2 separate regions of the Ovis aries genome follow, and region 2 is linked to region 1. A link is a contact called in public Hi-C data. All regions are on one chromosome and are shown on one strand. Each heading gives the region's core, a stretch centred on a gene start, on an enhancer-like site or on the middle of the called end of the contact. The rest is flanking DNA. Distances are from core to core; before and after follow the strand shown.

Region 1 (6,834 bases), core at 148-2,647:
TGCTGGCCAGCATGGCTTTGGTGGCCCCTGGGAGGGCTGTTTGGAGAGAAGAGATGCTGAGCACACACGCCCGCACCCCTTATAGGTCTATGGCAGGTGCCTCGGGCGTTATCAGGAGATGATGGATGCTAATCACTGATGTGGGAGAAATAGAAATTGATAGACCTAGTAGGTGGGTTCCTTATGCAGTGGTGGGACGGACGCTCCAGGCTGGGTACCAGTAATGACGCCCAATGAACCGGCTGCTACCACCTCTCTCAGAATTGAAGAGGTGGGGGACTGGGATGTGCTGAAATGTTCAAAACTCACTGTCAGAGTCACAACCCAGGGACCAGGAAGCCACTGCCACAGCTGTGCTGCCACCAGAAGCTGCCACTGGGCTGCTGGTCAGGCCTGAGAAGGCATCCCTGGTGCCCACTCAGCTAGCTCCTGGGCAGGAATGCGCCGCTGTAGCCAAAGCAGCATCCCGAGAGGCCTGTTTCACAGCAGTGCATCGAAAGCACCAGAAAGGTGGCCCAGCCCCTCCTCAGTCTGTTTTTCAAAATAAGGAGCCCAGTTTGAGTCTAGAACTTCAACTGCAAGGGAGTCTGGGAAGTGCTGTATGGACACCCTAGGAGGAGGTTGGCATGGGGGCTGCTGAGGGCCGGCTCAGCATGTCCACTCCTATGGGAGCTGCAGGGATGCCTGGAAAAAAGCAGGGGAACTAATCTTTGCTGATGACTTAGACCAGAGCAGACCTGGTGAGGGGCTCATGTGGCTTCCAGTCGCATAGTGAGGCAGAGGAAGGGGCTGGGCCCTGACCTATAGCTTGGCAGACACGTTCTTCATGGAGCTTGGGCCGTACACGTCTTATATTTGGGGCTTAGAGTCTGCACACAGCCCTGCTTGCGTGTCTGGTGTGGTCCCCATTTCCCAGGTAACTAAGGGCCTCAGGCAGGGCTGGTACCCCAGGTCTGCCTGACTCCTGAGTCCTCGGCCTGGTTCCAGTATTGATTTTGGCCAGGAAGGCACTCTGCCAGGCTGGAGTGTGTGCTCTGGAATACAGGCGCAGCAGGAAGGAAGGGGAGGAGGCGGCCAGCTGCTGAGTCTATGGGGTTTGTAAGCACTGGGAACCCACAGGCCTGCCCTGGATGTTTGCTGGATGTTTAAGGTGAGAGGGCCTGCTATTGGGCCTGTCAAGCATTCCTGACTCTTATTTCACTCCCCAGGGCGTCCAGACTCAAGGTGCAACCTTCAGAGGCAGGATGGTCAGCTTCGTACTTCTTGCCTTTCTTTTGTTTCCCCGTAGATCCTTGGGGTGGGTGAGACGGGGGGAGTTATCACATCACAGCTGAGGACAGGGTGGCTCAGAGAGGTTGAAGATCCACCCACTGCCACACAGTCACGAGTGACAGAGGACGGACCAGCTCTCTGGCCCCAGCCTTGAGGTTCCTGGGGTGGAGTGCAGAGCTGGCCGTAGCTTGAGGTCATCTTTAGAACAAGACAGGTGGCTCACCGACCTCAGCTCTGGGACCCACTGACATCCAGTCCAGAAGCTTGACTTGGTGGGGGCTGTGGGCATGGATGCAGAGCTGGGGTAAGGGTCCCTGGGGTCTGCACCTGCTGAGCAAACTCTGGGCCTGGCTTCTGTGTTGACCGGGAGGTCCTGGTCTGCATGTCTGATCTCTCCTCCTTTTCCAAGGGGAGGAACACTTCTTGGGGAAGCATGAACAGGGTCCCAGAGGCTGAACCATGGTACCTGACTGCCGTGAGAGGGGGAGACCAAGCCAAGGCTGCCTCCCTGGGGACGGCCTTTCACAGCCCCCCACAAGCTCTCCAGGCTCTACACTGGGCTGCCAGGGTGTCTCTTACTGGGCCTTTGGTCCCTGTGCACTCAGGCCTGACTGCCGGCATCTCCCTGTCAGCCCCCAGCAGGTCCTGCCCTCTGACCTGGCTGGAGCCTCTTGTTTTCTCTCACATGCTCCACTTCTGTCTTCCCCTTCCTCCCAAACCTCAGCTTGGCAGCTCAGCTTAATTACAACCCTGATCTTATCTACTTCCTGCAGGCCCCCCCCCACCCCCCGCCATTGTCTCTCTAGTGCCCTTAGGCTCAAAACTCATGCTCCAGGGTTCAACATGGTGTCAGTAAGAGGCTTTGGTATTGAGCTTCTGAGTCTGCCACTTCCTAGCTATGTGACCTTGGGCTAGACAGCTTACTTCTTAAAACCTGTTTTCAGTTCAGTTTAGTCACTCAGGCGTGTCTCTTTGAGACCCCATGGACTGTAGCACGCCAGGCCTCTCTGTCCATCACCAACTCCCAGAGTTTACTCAAACTCATGCCCATTGAACGAATGATGCCATCCAACCATCTCATCCTCTGTCGTCCCCTTCTCCTCCCACCTTCAATCTTTCCCAGCACCAGAGTCTTAAACCTGTTTTAGTTTCCATAAAACACCCAACCCAGTGCTTGACAGTCGTAGGTACTCAGTAAGTGGAACTTAATTAACCATTATTATCAACAAAAGCTAAAATTTAGTGCGTACTCTGCACCGAGTGTGGGCTAAATGCATCTCATGTGTTGGCTCATTTTAGTCTCACAATAGCAGTGTGTGTTAAGAGCTGTTGTTATCCCCATTTCACAGCTTGGGAAACGGAGATGCCCAGAGGCTAAATACTTTTCTAAGGTCACAGAGGTAAAATATGCCAGAACTGGAGTTTGAATCTAACAATGTAGCTGTCATTAACCATGAAGTTTCTATGCCCCTCAGAGAGCAATCAGTTTAATGGTAAGTCTAACGATAAAACAAAAATGTATTAGAAGTAACTAAGAATTGATGGTAAGATTCATTCATTCCCAAGGAATAAGAAAACTTTAATGGTTCCCCTATTTAAGAGGATTTTTCTGTTTAGATCACAGCCATGAGCTAAAAGTGTAAAGCTCTAATCTGACAGTTGTGACGCTGTCCACCAGTGGGCAGCAAAAGGACTTTCACAGGCTTTGAAATCATGGGACTCAGAGGGCAGGCAAGTAGTATAGTACAGAGGACTCAAGATTTAGGCTCTAAAGACCTGCATTCAAGTCCTGGTACTGCCTCTGAGCTTGTGATGTTTAAGTCACTGAACTTTACCAAACCTTACCTGTGAAACGGTGAGAATATCTCCCCAAAGTTGATATGAAAAATAGTGTTTGTGAAAACCACCTCCAAAATGTGTGAGGCACAACACAAATGTTGAATAATGGTGACAGGACTGTTCACTAACCCATCCCTGACGATGATCCCCCCTCAAATGCATCCCCTTACCTCCCCACAAGGACCAGCTCAGAGGTCACTGGCTGGGCATGCAGGGTCTGTTTGTGGCTCTGCCACTAATTTTCTGTGAGGTTTTGGCAGTTCATTAACCTTCATGGGACTTGGTTTTTCTCTTTATAAACAGTTAACCAAGTGAGATTTATCTCGGGAATGCAAGGTTGGTTCCACACGTGAAAAACAATAAGACATGCTGTATTATTAGAATAAAGGCTAAAAATTGCACAATCATCTCAACAGACACAGAAAAAGCATTGGTCAAAATCCAACACCCTTTCTTAATGGGGGGGAAAACACTCAAACTAGAAATAAATAGCGTGAATTTCCTCAATCTGATAAAAGGCATCTACAAAAAACCCCCAAATTAATGTCATATTTAGTGGTGAAAGATGGGAAACTTTCCCCCTAAGATTAGAAATGACACCTCTTACCTCTTCTATTCAGCTTTGTGCTGGAGGTTCTATCCAGGGTAAATAGGCAAGAAAAAACGGAAAGCATTCAATTTGGAAAGGAGGAAGTAAAAGTGTGTTCATAGATGACATGATCTTATATATAGAAAATCCTAGGAAATCTACCAAAACACAAAAAACAACCACTAGAATTAATAAACTTGCAGGCTCCAAAGTCAATATACAAAATTCAACTCTATTTTTATACATTAACAATATGAAAAATGAATGTAAGAAACTTTATTTACAATGCAATCAAAAAGCAATAAAGTACTTAGGGATAAATTTAACAAAAATAGAACAAGACTTGTACACTGAAAACTGTAAAACATTATTGAAAGAAATGAAATATCTAAATAAATGGAAAAACATCCTAAGTTTATGGTTGAAAGATTTAAAATTTTTAAGGTGGCAATAGTCCTCAAATTGACCTATAGACTTCATGCAATCATTGTGAAAATCCATGCTAGGTTTTTGGGGGTTTTTGTTTGTTTGTTTGTTTTTGCAGAAATTGACAAGCTGATTCTAAAATTCACATGGAAATAGAGGGGACCCAGAATAGCCAAAACAATCTTGAACAAAACTGAAAGACTTCCTGACTTCAAAACTTATTACAAAGAAATAGTCGTCAAGACTGCCTGATAGTGGCGTGGGATAGAAATATAGCTCGATGAACTAGAACTGAGAGTCCAGAAATATGCCCAGACATTGCAGGAGATGCAGGAGACATGTGTTCAAACCCTGAGTTGGGAAGATCCCTGGAGGAGGAAATGGCAATCTACTCTAGTATTCTTGCTTAAAATATCCCATGGACAGAGAAGCCTGGCAGGTTACAGTCATGGGGTCACAAAGAGTTGGATGCAACTGAGCATTAAAAGAAAAAGAACTTCAAGATCAATAATTATTGGAAAGGGTGCCAAAATAATTGAATGGGGGAAGGAATAGTCTTCTCAACAAATGGTGCTAGGAAAACTAGATAGCCATATTTTTTTAAAAAAGAAGTTGGACCCTTATCTCACACCACATATGAAACTTCAGACTTAAATGTAGTAGCTAAAAATATGAAACTCTTAGAAAACAGTGTATATATTTGTGACCATGGTTTCTTATATATATCAATAGCAGAAGTAGCCAAAAATAGAAAATTAAAAAACAGACTTCATCAAAATTAAAACCTATGGGATTTATGGGATCTATGAAGTAAGTCAAAAAACTCCTGTAATGGGAGAAAATATTTGTAAATTATATTTCTGATAGGGATCTAATATCTGAAATATACAGTTCTATATATAGAACTATAGAACTCTTAGAACTCAACAGTAAAAAGACAACCCAGCCTTTAAAATGGGCAAAGGATTTGAGTCAACAATTCTCCCAAGATTTATAAATAGCCAATAAATCCATGACAGATACTCACCATTATTAGTCATCAGGGGAATGCAAACCAAAACCACGGTGTGATACCACTCATCACTCAGAATGGCTATAATTAAGAGAGACAACACTAATGTGCTGGCAAGGATGTGGGTATATTGGAAACCTCATATACTGCTGATGGGAATGTAAGATGGTGCAGCATCTTGGAAACCAGGCTGGAAGGCTTTCAGAAGGTTAAATGTAAAGTCACTGTAGTTGTTCAGTCACTCAGTTGTGTCCTAACTCTTGGTGACCCAGTGGACTGCAGCATGCCAGGCTTCCCTGTCCCCCCATAGTTTGCTCAAACTCATGTCCATACTGCACCATACTGTGTGGTGCATCAATTCTAGTTATAATTCCTAGTTACATATGCAAGAGAAATGAAAACATATGTCCACCAAAAAACTTGTACATACATATTCATAAGAGCATTATTCATAGTAGCTTAAAAGTAGAAATAATCCAAATATCCAAGTGATGAACAGGTTAAACAAAATATAATATATTCATATAATGGAATATTATTTGGCCATAAAAGGGAATGAGTCACTGTTCATGCTACAACATGGGTGAACTTTGAAAACATTCTGCTAAGTGAAAGAAGCCAGGCATGAAAGACCACATACTATGATTCCAGGTATATAGAATGTCCAGAATAGGCCGATCTACAGAGACAGGGTAGCTCACTCATAGAGCTTGAGAGGAAGAGAAATGGGGAATATTGGTAACAGGGAGGGGGTTTCTTTTCAGGGTCCTAAAAATCTTCTGGAATTATATAGCCTGAAGGAAATGGCAAGCCACTCCAGTATTCTTGCCTGGAAAATCTCCTGGATGGAGGAGCCTGGTAGGCTGCAAACAGTCCATGGGGTCGCAAAGAATGACTTGAGCGACTTCACTGACTTCACTTTCACTTTCTAATATACTAAAACCACCTAATATACTTTAAAAGTGGTGAATTTTATATCTTTATTATCTCAGTTTTTAAATGGAGTCAATCTAGAATGGTGTTTCTCAAGCTGGAAAAGCAGCATTAGTAGCACCAGGGAACTTGTTACGAATGCAAATTCTCGAACCACCTCCCTCGCCAACTCCACAGCTACCCAGTCATTAGCTCCAGGGGATTCTGATTTATATTCCAGTTTGAGAACCACTGGTCTTAGACTTATGCTTTTGTGTAAACATTACTAGTTTGCTGCTGCTACCGCTAAGTCACTTCAGTCGTGTCCGACTCTGTGTGACCCCATAAACGGAAGCCCACCAGGCTCCCCCGTCCCTGGGATTCTCCAGGCAAGAACACTGAATATCTACTTCACCCAATAGCACACACCCCCTCATACCACCAGTTAACCACTCTAGGTGGTTCATTGTCCACATTATTTTGTTTGAAGTTTTTCATTAGCAACTGCATCTCTTCTTCATTTTTTGTACCAGTATGATTAGCCATCTGTTTTGTTAGAGTTCACTTGTAAAGATTTTTTTCACATAATTAAATTGTGATTTCCTGCTTCAAAAAAGAAATCTAAGAGGGAAAGAAACACCAGCAGCTCTTCTTTCTCTTGCTTATGTTTGCACAGCAGAGTCCACAGTGAGCATCTCTCACATGTCCTTGACATTGCACTTGAAGAATGGCAGTTGGCGGTGGGTGGGAGGGGCTCATTGTCAGAGGAGTGTCCCTCAGGATA
Region 2 (7,711 bases), core at 1,926-4,425, 130 kb after region 1:
ATCACATCTCATTGGCCAAAACAGGTTGAATGGCCAGACCAGACTCAGTGGGATGCAAAGTATGATCCTCCCTCCAGTGTGTGACTAGCACAGAGGGGTAGCGGCTATTTTGAACAACTGTTGTCACCTATTACATTCCCGATTCCCCTCTGTGCTGCTCCAAGGTGACAAGTGCGTCACCACTTAGCTTCATCAGGGACGCTCAGAGGCCAGACATGTATGTGTGGCTGGTAGCGGCTGAGAACTGGCAGAAAAGACATTGGCTCAGGGGATATAGGATGCAAAGGGACAGGACACAGGATAGAGGGAGGTCTGACCAGCCTCCAGGTGCAGCCTTGCCCCTTTATGGCTGAAATTAACTAGTTGGCTGGGGGACACGAGCTATCTTTTTCATTAATCTGCACCCTTGAAGATGGCAGCAATGATTCCTTCATGTGATGGCATTTTCTCCTGGCTGATATATAACAGACAGTCAGTTGGCCCCATCTGCAGAAGAGGAATCATGAGACAGCAGCGGATGGTGTGGTCTGGCTCCTACAGGAAGTGACTGCCCAGTACTCAGTCTGAGCCACTTGGTCTAGTTTCGGGGCAGCCCCACTTCCCTTCTTGCCTATCCTCTATTCCACACTGACCCCTGGCATTAGAAAGGCTGGCCTATTGAACTCAGTTAGGATTTCTTCTTGATTTTGAGCAGATCTCTCACCCTTGGGCCAGTGATTTTGGGCCAAGTAGTTGAATGAGATAAGTATACTTGCACTTGGGAACAGAGCCCACCTCAGCGGTGAGTGTTGTGCTGATTGGTGCAGATGATCATCACCACTGGATTGGGCGACCTTTCAAACCAAGGAGGGGAGCAATTCTAGATGAGTCCTCCCAGGCAGTAGAGATCTGTACGTATGGGAGGGCAGAGTGTCACACAAATTGCCTTTGAGGTCCACACTGAAGATTTGCTTTGGTGCTCTTGGGTTTGACCCTTTCACCAACTGACCCACTATCCTAGAATGAGATTTCACCTGTATTTGGGCCAAAATATGTTAAGTCCATAAAAAGGTAAGGAATTATTATGTTAAACTTAGGGTTGGTATGAAGAAGGCAAGCTCTTGATATTTCATCAGGCCGGAGGCATTGTATCATGGTGAGTCGTGTGCGTTTGTCAAGGCAAACCTCTTTTGAGATCATGAGCTTTGGGAAGACTGACAGTTCTAGGTTTTTATTCTGTCCCTGGCATCTTCTGACATTAGACAAGTATCTTAACATCTCTGGGCTTCAATTTTCTCATCTGCAAAATGGGAACATCTGCAGCATGGCTGTTGGAGGGTTGATGACTGAACACAGTAGGGATGAGAGGCAGTGCTGCCTGGCACATAAGAAGTACTTGGCCTTGGACCTGTGATATTGTGACCGACAATTAGAAATATACACGGTCTTCATTCCCATTCTTGGCACAGAGCTCCCTCAGAATTTTCTAAATAATAAGAGCCATAACTGTGTCTTGAGACATGTAACAAACCCTTTCAACCACACCTGAGTTTATGTCCACGTGGTGACTTTGGGAAAGTACCTAAGGATGGGGGTTGGTTGCCAGGAAACCAATCATTCGATTGGAATGTTGGAAATTTCAGTTCCACTCCCAACCTCTGGGAAAGGGAGAGGAGCTGGAGGTTGAGTATCACTGATGGCCAATGATTTGATCTATCATGTCTGTGAAATGAAGCCTTCATAAAAACCCAAAGGGACCGGGTTCAGAGAGCTTCCTGGTTTGTGAACACAATGGAGATTGGGGAGAGTGGTGTGCTCAGAGAGCAGAGACGCTCTGGCCCCTTCCTGCATACGTTGTCCTGTGTGTCTCTTCCATTTGGCTGTTCCTGAGTTATATCTTTTAATACAAACCAGTGATCTTGTGAGTAAATGCGTTTCCTGAGTTCTGCAACCCACTCTAGCAGATTAATTGAACCCAAGTCATTAGAACCTCTGATCCCGTAGGTGATTGGTCACAAGCACGGGTAACAACTTAGACTTGTGATTAGTGTCTGAAGTGGGGTGGGTGGGAGAGTGTTGTGGGATCTGATGCTGTCTCTAGGTGCATAGTGTCAGCATTGAGTTAGACTGGGAACTTCCCTAGAGGTCCATTGATTAAGACTCTGCACTTTCAGTGCAGTGGGGTGTGAGTTTGATCCCTGGTCAGAGAAACTAAGATTTCACATGCTGCATGGCTCAGCCAAAAAAACTATGTTTTTACATTTTTGAAAATAAAGAATTGAGTTAAATTGTAGGACACCCAGTGGGTGCTGGAGAATAGCTTGGTGGTTTTGAAAGCACAGACACTGGGATTGGTGTCAGAATAGAGGTAACTATAATATCCTAGTGTTGTCTCCTGGACAAAATGAAGTCATGTATGGGGGAAAGCTGTCACAGTGTCTGAGTGTAGTAAGCACTCAATAAATTCAAGCAGTTATAATTAGCTGTGGGGTTGAGTAACATGCAGCTCAGACCTCAAAACCATCACTTCCTGCAGTGCCGTGCTCTTGCAGGACTCCTCTAAGAAGTTAATTCATTCTTTTATCTCATATTGGTTATACCCATGCAGGTTTTGGCAAAAAAAAAAAAAAAAAGGAACCGCAGTTTGTATCTTTCTATTTTCAGTAATTCCCCTTTCAGCTTCCAGAACTGAGGTTGGTCTAGGAAAAAATACATCATCAGATAATTGAACTCCAAGAACCTTACTGTAAATCTTTCGTGCCTTTCTTTCTTTCTTTCTTTCTTTAATAGATTTTTGAATCATAGTGGTGCATATTTTTTAGCCTTCTTTTTTTACTTAAACATTTTATTATGAGCTTTCTCTGTGTTATTAAACATTTCACAGACTTTGCATCCAATGAACTGTGTGCTGAACGAGGCTTAGGAAGGGTCTGTAAGACACGGCGCCTGACATTGGCCAACCTGAGCAGACCCACGTGCACTTAACCAGAAATGGAAGTCAGATGGTCATAAGAGCTAGAATGTTAGTGTGCACTTTGAGGGCACCAGGAGTTGGTCTGGCTCTGTGGACATGGAACACCGGAGGAGGTTTTGACAGAGAGGGGAGAAAGATCCAGGACACGTGTCCTTGGAGGCAAGAGAAGAGGGAAGCGGGTTGTGGAGGGAGGGGAAGTGTCACATCATCACCAGGCCCCAGCGAGTGGCCTCGGCCTGTGTGTACAGTGACTGCCACCTTCAGGGGCTTTGCAGCTTCAGAAGATGTGCCTGAGAGAGAAGACCGTCCAATTCAGCAGCTTCAGAAAGCCAGGGGCCCCTGCATAGCTACAACCCCTCTTTTCGGGGTGACTCCAGAGGGATTGGGCCCCAGTGCCTCCTGGGCTTCCTGTCACGGGAAAGCTATGGGTTTGGATTATCAATGTTTGTGTCTGGGGCTCCCACCTTCCTTTCCAGCTGTTTCTGCCTCCCTCTGCCACCTTCCATGAAAAACTGCTCTCTGGAAATTCTCTAGCCGGTAAACAGATTCATACTAACGTGTGAAAGACTAACACCATCATAAAGTGGTGCCCCCAGCCACAAGGGCGTGCATCTCAGTAGGAATAGTTATTGTACTGATAAAGGAGGGGAGCGCCAGGCACTGGCCAACAGAAGAGTGGGAGTTGGTTTGTCCTGGCCGTCCTGAAACAGCAGAGGAGGGGGGCACCTGCTTTCATTGAGGCTCATCTGACCTCCAGCATCCTCCCCATGCCCACCACCTGCCCAGGCCGCAGGCTTCCTGATGAGACTACTCAGGTGGACAGTGAAGTTCTTATGCGTCTGTTGCCTGATGGAGGCAGTTTCTCCCAGGTTACCCCACAATAAGGCCCCTGGAAGACAACTGATGCTTGCATCCCCATCTGGCGCCACCTTCCTCCACACTCAGCGTGTCACCCCGCGTCTGTGCTGTGCTGGCAGGGGGCTCGAAGCCCTCTCCTATCAGCCAGTCAGCTGTACTCATCTACAGAAGGGTAGAGCTTCTGTCTGATGCATCTGTGGTCCCCATAGCCTAGCAAAGGGCAGGACCACTGCTCAATCAGTTAATCACACCCCACACTTGTGCAGAGAGTCTCTAGGACCCAGAGAGTGTGCTTTGGAACCCGATGGATCCAAACTCAAATGCCACCCTTATGCTTTCATCAGCTGTGAGGTCTTGGCCATGCTACTCAATCATCCACCTCAATAAGCCTTGGTTTTCTCGGCTGGGAAATGACCTCATAATCAGAGTGATGACTAACTAAAACTACATAGAGTCGGTACTCATGAAAAGTTAATTGCTTCTTCCCCTTCTCTGCTCACCTTCACCCTTGACAGAGAGGTCTTGGAGTTGGAAAACCTGGATTTGCATTCATTTCTCCTGCTTAATTGGTTCTGGGAACTCAAGCAAGGTGTGACTCCTGGGCCTCACTTTCATCAACTGTAAATAGGGTTAAAGATGCCTCCAAGGAAATTGCTGTGGGGAATAAACATTCGAACGTACCTAAAACCTGACTGAGATTCTAGAGCTGCACACTACTGTATCCATCCGTCCATCTGTTCCCGTGTATACATAACTAGCATCTATTGAGCCCTGGGCTCAGAGGAGACCAAATTCTACTCTTAGAAAGATCACTTGGGTAGCTGAGTGGGTTGGAAGAAACAAGGCAAAGTGCTTTTTACAAGTGGCTTTGCAGCTCTCATGGTGTCCCTGTATGGAGCTTTGCTCTGGAAGGAGTGCCCCCAGTATTTAGGACTTCTTAGGGGTTGTTCCAGGGGAACTCAGATTTTAGGGTTTGTTTTTTTTTTCCAAAAGGGAAAGCTGATTGTTACCTCTGGACACTTTTAAAAAAATTTATTTGGCTGAGCCGGGCCTTAGTTGCAGTACTCGGGATCTCAGCTGTGGCTTGTGGGCTCTAGATTCCTGACCAGGAATCAAACTCTGGCCCTCCGCATTGGGAGCACGGAGTCTTAGCTATTGGACCACCAGTGAAGTCTACCTCTGAGGACTTCTGAAGCGCCTCACAGATTTGCCTGGCTCTGGAAGCTTCCAGGCAGCTTTCCCACCAGAAAGAGGAACAGCATCAGTGTGAGTTTATGCAAAACCATGTCAGGTATCAATGAATGGGGTTCTAATCTGGCCCTACCAGTAATCTTCTGTGTTACCTTAAGCATGTCACTCAATGTCTCTGGGCCACCTGACCTCACCAGGCAAGAAATGGATATAAAATGCCTTGGAAAGATGAAGCCCCATACAGAGAGAAGGTACTATTCTTGGTTTGCCTGGCCCCAGACATCCCAAGCGCTAGGATAAAAAGCCTCACCACAGGTGAGGAAAATACATGTTCAGTGTCCCAGGCAACCACACTGGCCACTTGGGAAGCCACTGTATTATGCCTGTCCCATCAACTTCTCCTTTCTGCCCAAACTGCTTAAGGAAGCAGTCAGAGGTGAAACCTTCTGGAAAGTTCTGTAGAAATGGACTAGTGACTTCCATGATTTTGTGTGTGCGTGTGTCCATCTCCCTGGATATCAAGTATCTGCCTGAGATGCAGGAGACAGAGGATATGCGAATCCAATCCCTGGGTTGGGAAGATGCCTTGGAGAAGGAAGTGGCAACCCACTCCAGTATTCTTGCCTGGACATGAGTCTCGGGGTCTACAGACCATGGGGTTGCAAAGAATCAAACACGACTGAGCAATTAAACCACCACCAGTTCCCTAAATCTGTTAGGAATCAGTAAATAGTTTGCATTGCGTTTATTGGCAGTCCCGAGTCTGTTACATACATTCTGTTGTGCTTTTTGCTGTCTTGGCCTTGGTTTACACAGTGGAAACTTTCGGGCAACTCGCCGCAGTGGAACTTCCCCTCTTGAGATGTTTCTTTAATGTAGTCATTGTTTGCAGTTCAAGACTGCCCTGGGAAGCCCCCAGGTGAGACTCAGTTCCTCAATGATAGACCCTACCCTTGAAATCTTATATAGCCTTTGGCCCCAGCTACTGGGGAAACTCCCCGTGTACCCGACTGTGTACCGGACTCTCTGTGTACCAGGCATAAAGTGGTCTTCATGGAAGCCATTCCTTGGGTCTTTATCACAGCCCTGCAAAGCAGGTGCTAGACCCCCATTTTGCAGCGGAGGGAATTGTGCCCAAGGATGAAACTGGGACTGAAGCCAGGCTCTCAACTCCATGTTCAAAGCACCTTCATCTGAGCAGGTTGCTTCTTGTCTTGCCTCCCGTGGTCCTCATGTGCATGGGGCTCCAAGTTAGGGGTGGTGGGGGGCACAGAGAGTGGGGCGTCGAGCAGACCATTATGGTGTATACATGAGAACTTTGAAATTACCCTCCGAGTATGTGAAAGCTGTTCAGTTGTGTCCAACTCTTTGCGACCCCATGGACTATACAGTCCATGGAATTCTCCAGGCCAGAATACTGGAGTGGGTAGCCTTTCCCTTCTCCAGGGGATCTTCCCAACCCAGAGATCAAACCCAGGTGTCCCACATTGCAGGCAAATTCTTTACCAGCTGAGCCACAAGGGAAGCCCAAAAATACTGGAGTGGGTAGCCTATCCCTTCTCCAGGGGATTTTCCCGACCCAGGAATCGAACCAGGGTCTCCTGCATTGCAGGTGGATTCTTTACCAGCTGAGACTGAGCTATCAGGGAAGCCCACCCTCAGAGTATGAGGCCGGAGCTAAGAGTATACCCAGGTGCTAGTGCTTTATTTTCACTGCACAGAGCCAGAGCTGGAAAGAAAGTAGCAGACAGGGGTTGCTGCTGCTGCTGCTGCTGCTAAGTCGCTTCAGTTGTGTCTGACTCTGTGTGACCCCATAGATGGTAGCCCACCAGGCTCCCCCGTCCCTGGGATTCTCCAGACAAGAACACTGGAGTGGGTTACCATTTCCTTCTCCAATAGACAGGGGTTGGGTGGCTTCAATAAGGACAGCTATGGAGAGGAGCTAGTGGGATCACCTGAGTTCATGGCCTCTTAATGGTTCTGCCTCTTGATGACTGTCTGCAGGTGGGCTTGTCTCTGAGCCTCGGTTTTGGTGGGGTTCTGGAGCCAGGTCATTCCAGCCCGCGAGAGTTCACACTGCACATCTCTTCCCAGCTCGGTGCTTGAAATCAATGCAGTGGGAGTATTTACATCATGGAAATTGGAAAATGTCATAAAACTGGGGCTTTCTTTCCCTGGAAAGCTGGTTGTTAAACATTAGCAGCACACTACCATTCAGTTTCCTTGTCTATAAAATGGGGATGGTGCTGCCGACCTCATGGAACCATTGGGAGGGAATGTATGTGTGAGCATTTTGCAGACTAAAGCATGATGTGTTTTGTGTGTGTGTAGATATGCTGTGCATATTTATATGTAGTTTGTTATAATTCTCACATGACGATCTGTATCTTTAAAAGTGGTTGGGGGCTGTTTCTTTGCAGAAACAGGAAGTGGAATCAAGGAGTGGAACAGCAGGTGTGGCAGAAATTCCCAGAGAAATTGGGTGGATGATGTAAGACTGTAAGCCCATCCCGGGATAATGTTTGAGCTTGTGAGGTCCTTTCTGGTGGAAGCCTGAGGGGTGGGACCAAACCCCTGTGAGTCATTGAGAAGATGTGATGGAGTATGTTCCACGGTTTTCTCTGTGCCAGTGACTGTAGTAGAAAGAACAACACGCAGGCAGACTCCAATGTGAAGTCTGCTTTGTCACTTATTAGCTGGTTGAACCTG

Evidence for each region. A called contact is a pair of places that touch in the nucleus more often than the background predicts.
Region 2: a Hi-C map of hypothalamus shows a contact between it and region 1, with 4 times the contacts expected there. The contact joins two enhancer-like sites. A contact is called at or near these places in 4 of 16 Hi-C or Micro-C datasets (blood, hypothalamus, skin fibroblasts and 1 more).

What each region holds. Positions count from the first base shown.
Region 1 is chr18:54,993,559-55,000,392 of ARS-UI_Ramb_v3.0, forward strand. The region is part of intron 12 of SLC24A4 (solute carrier family 24 member 4); the gene reads left to right. Among named protein-coding and RNA genes, the nearest start is that of TRNAY-GUA, 20 kb to the right of the region's middle. Within about 2 kb of position 1,398, at least 10 of the 54 cell types and tissues checked have an H3K27ac peak or open chromatin away from gene starts, as enhancers often do. A contact at or near this core is called in hypothalamus, where this site is marked.
Region 2 is chr18:55,119,831-55,127,541 of ARS-UI_Ramb_v3.0, forward strand. The region is part of intron 3 of RIN3 (Ras and Rab interactor 3); the gene reads left to right. Among named protein-coding and RNA genes, the nearest start is that of RIN3, 68 kb to the left of the region's middle. Within about 2 kb of position 3,176, at least 9 of the 54 cell types and tissues checked have an H3K27ac peak or open chromatin away from gene starts, as enhancers often do. A contact at or near this core is called in hypothalamus, where this site is marked.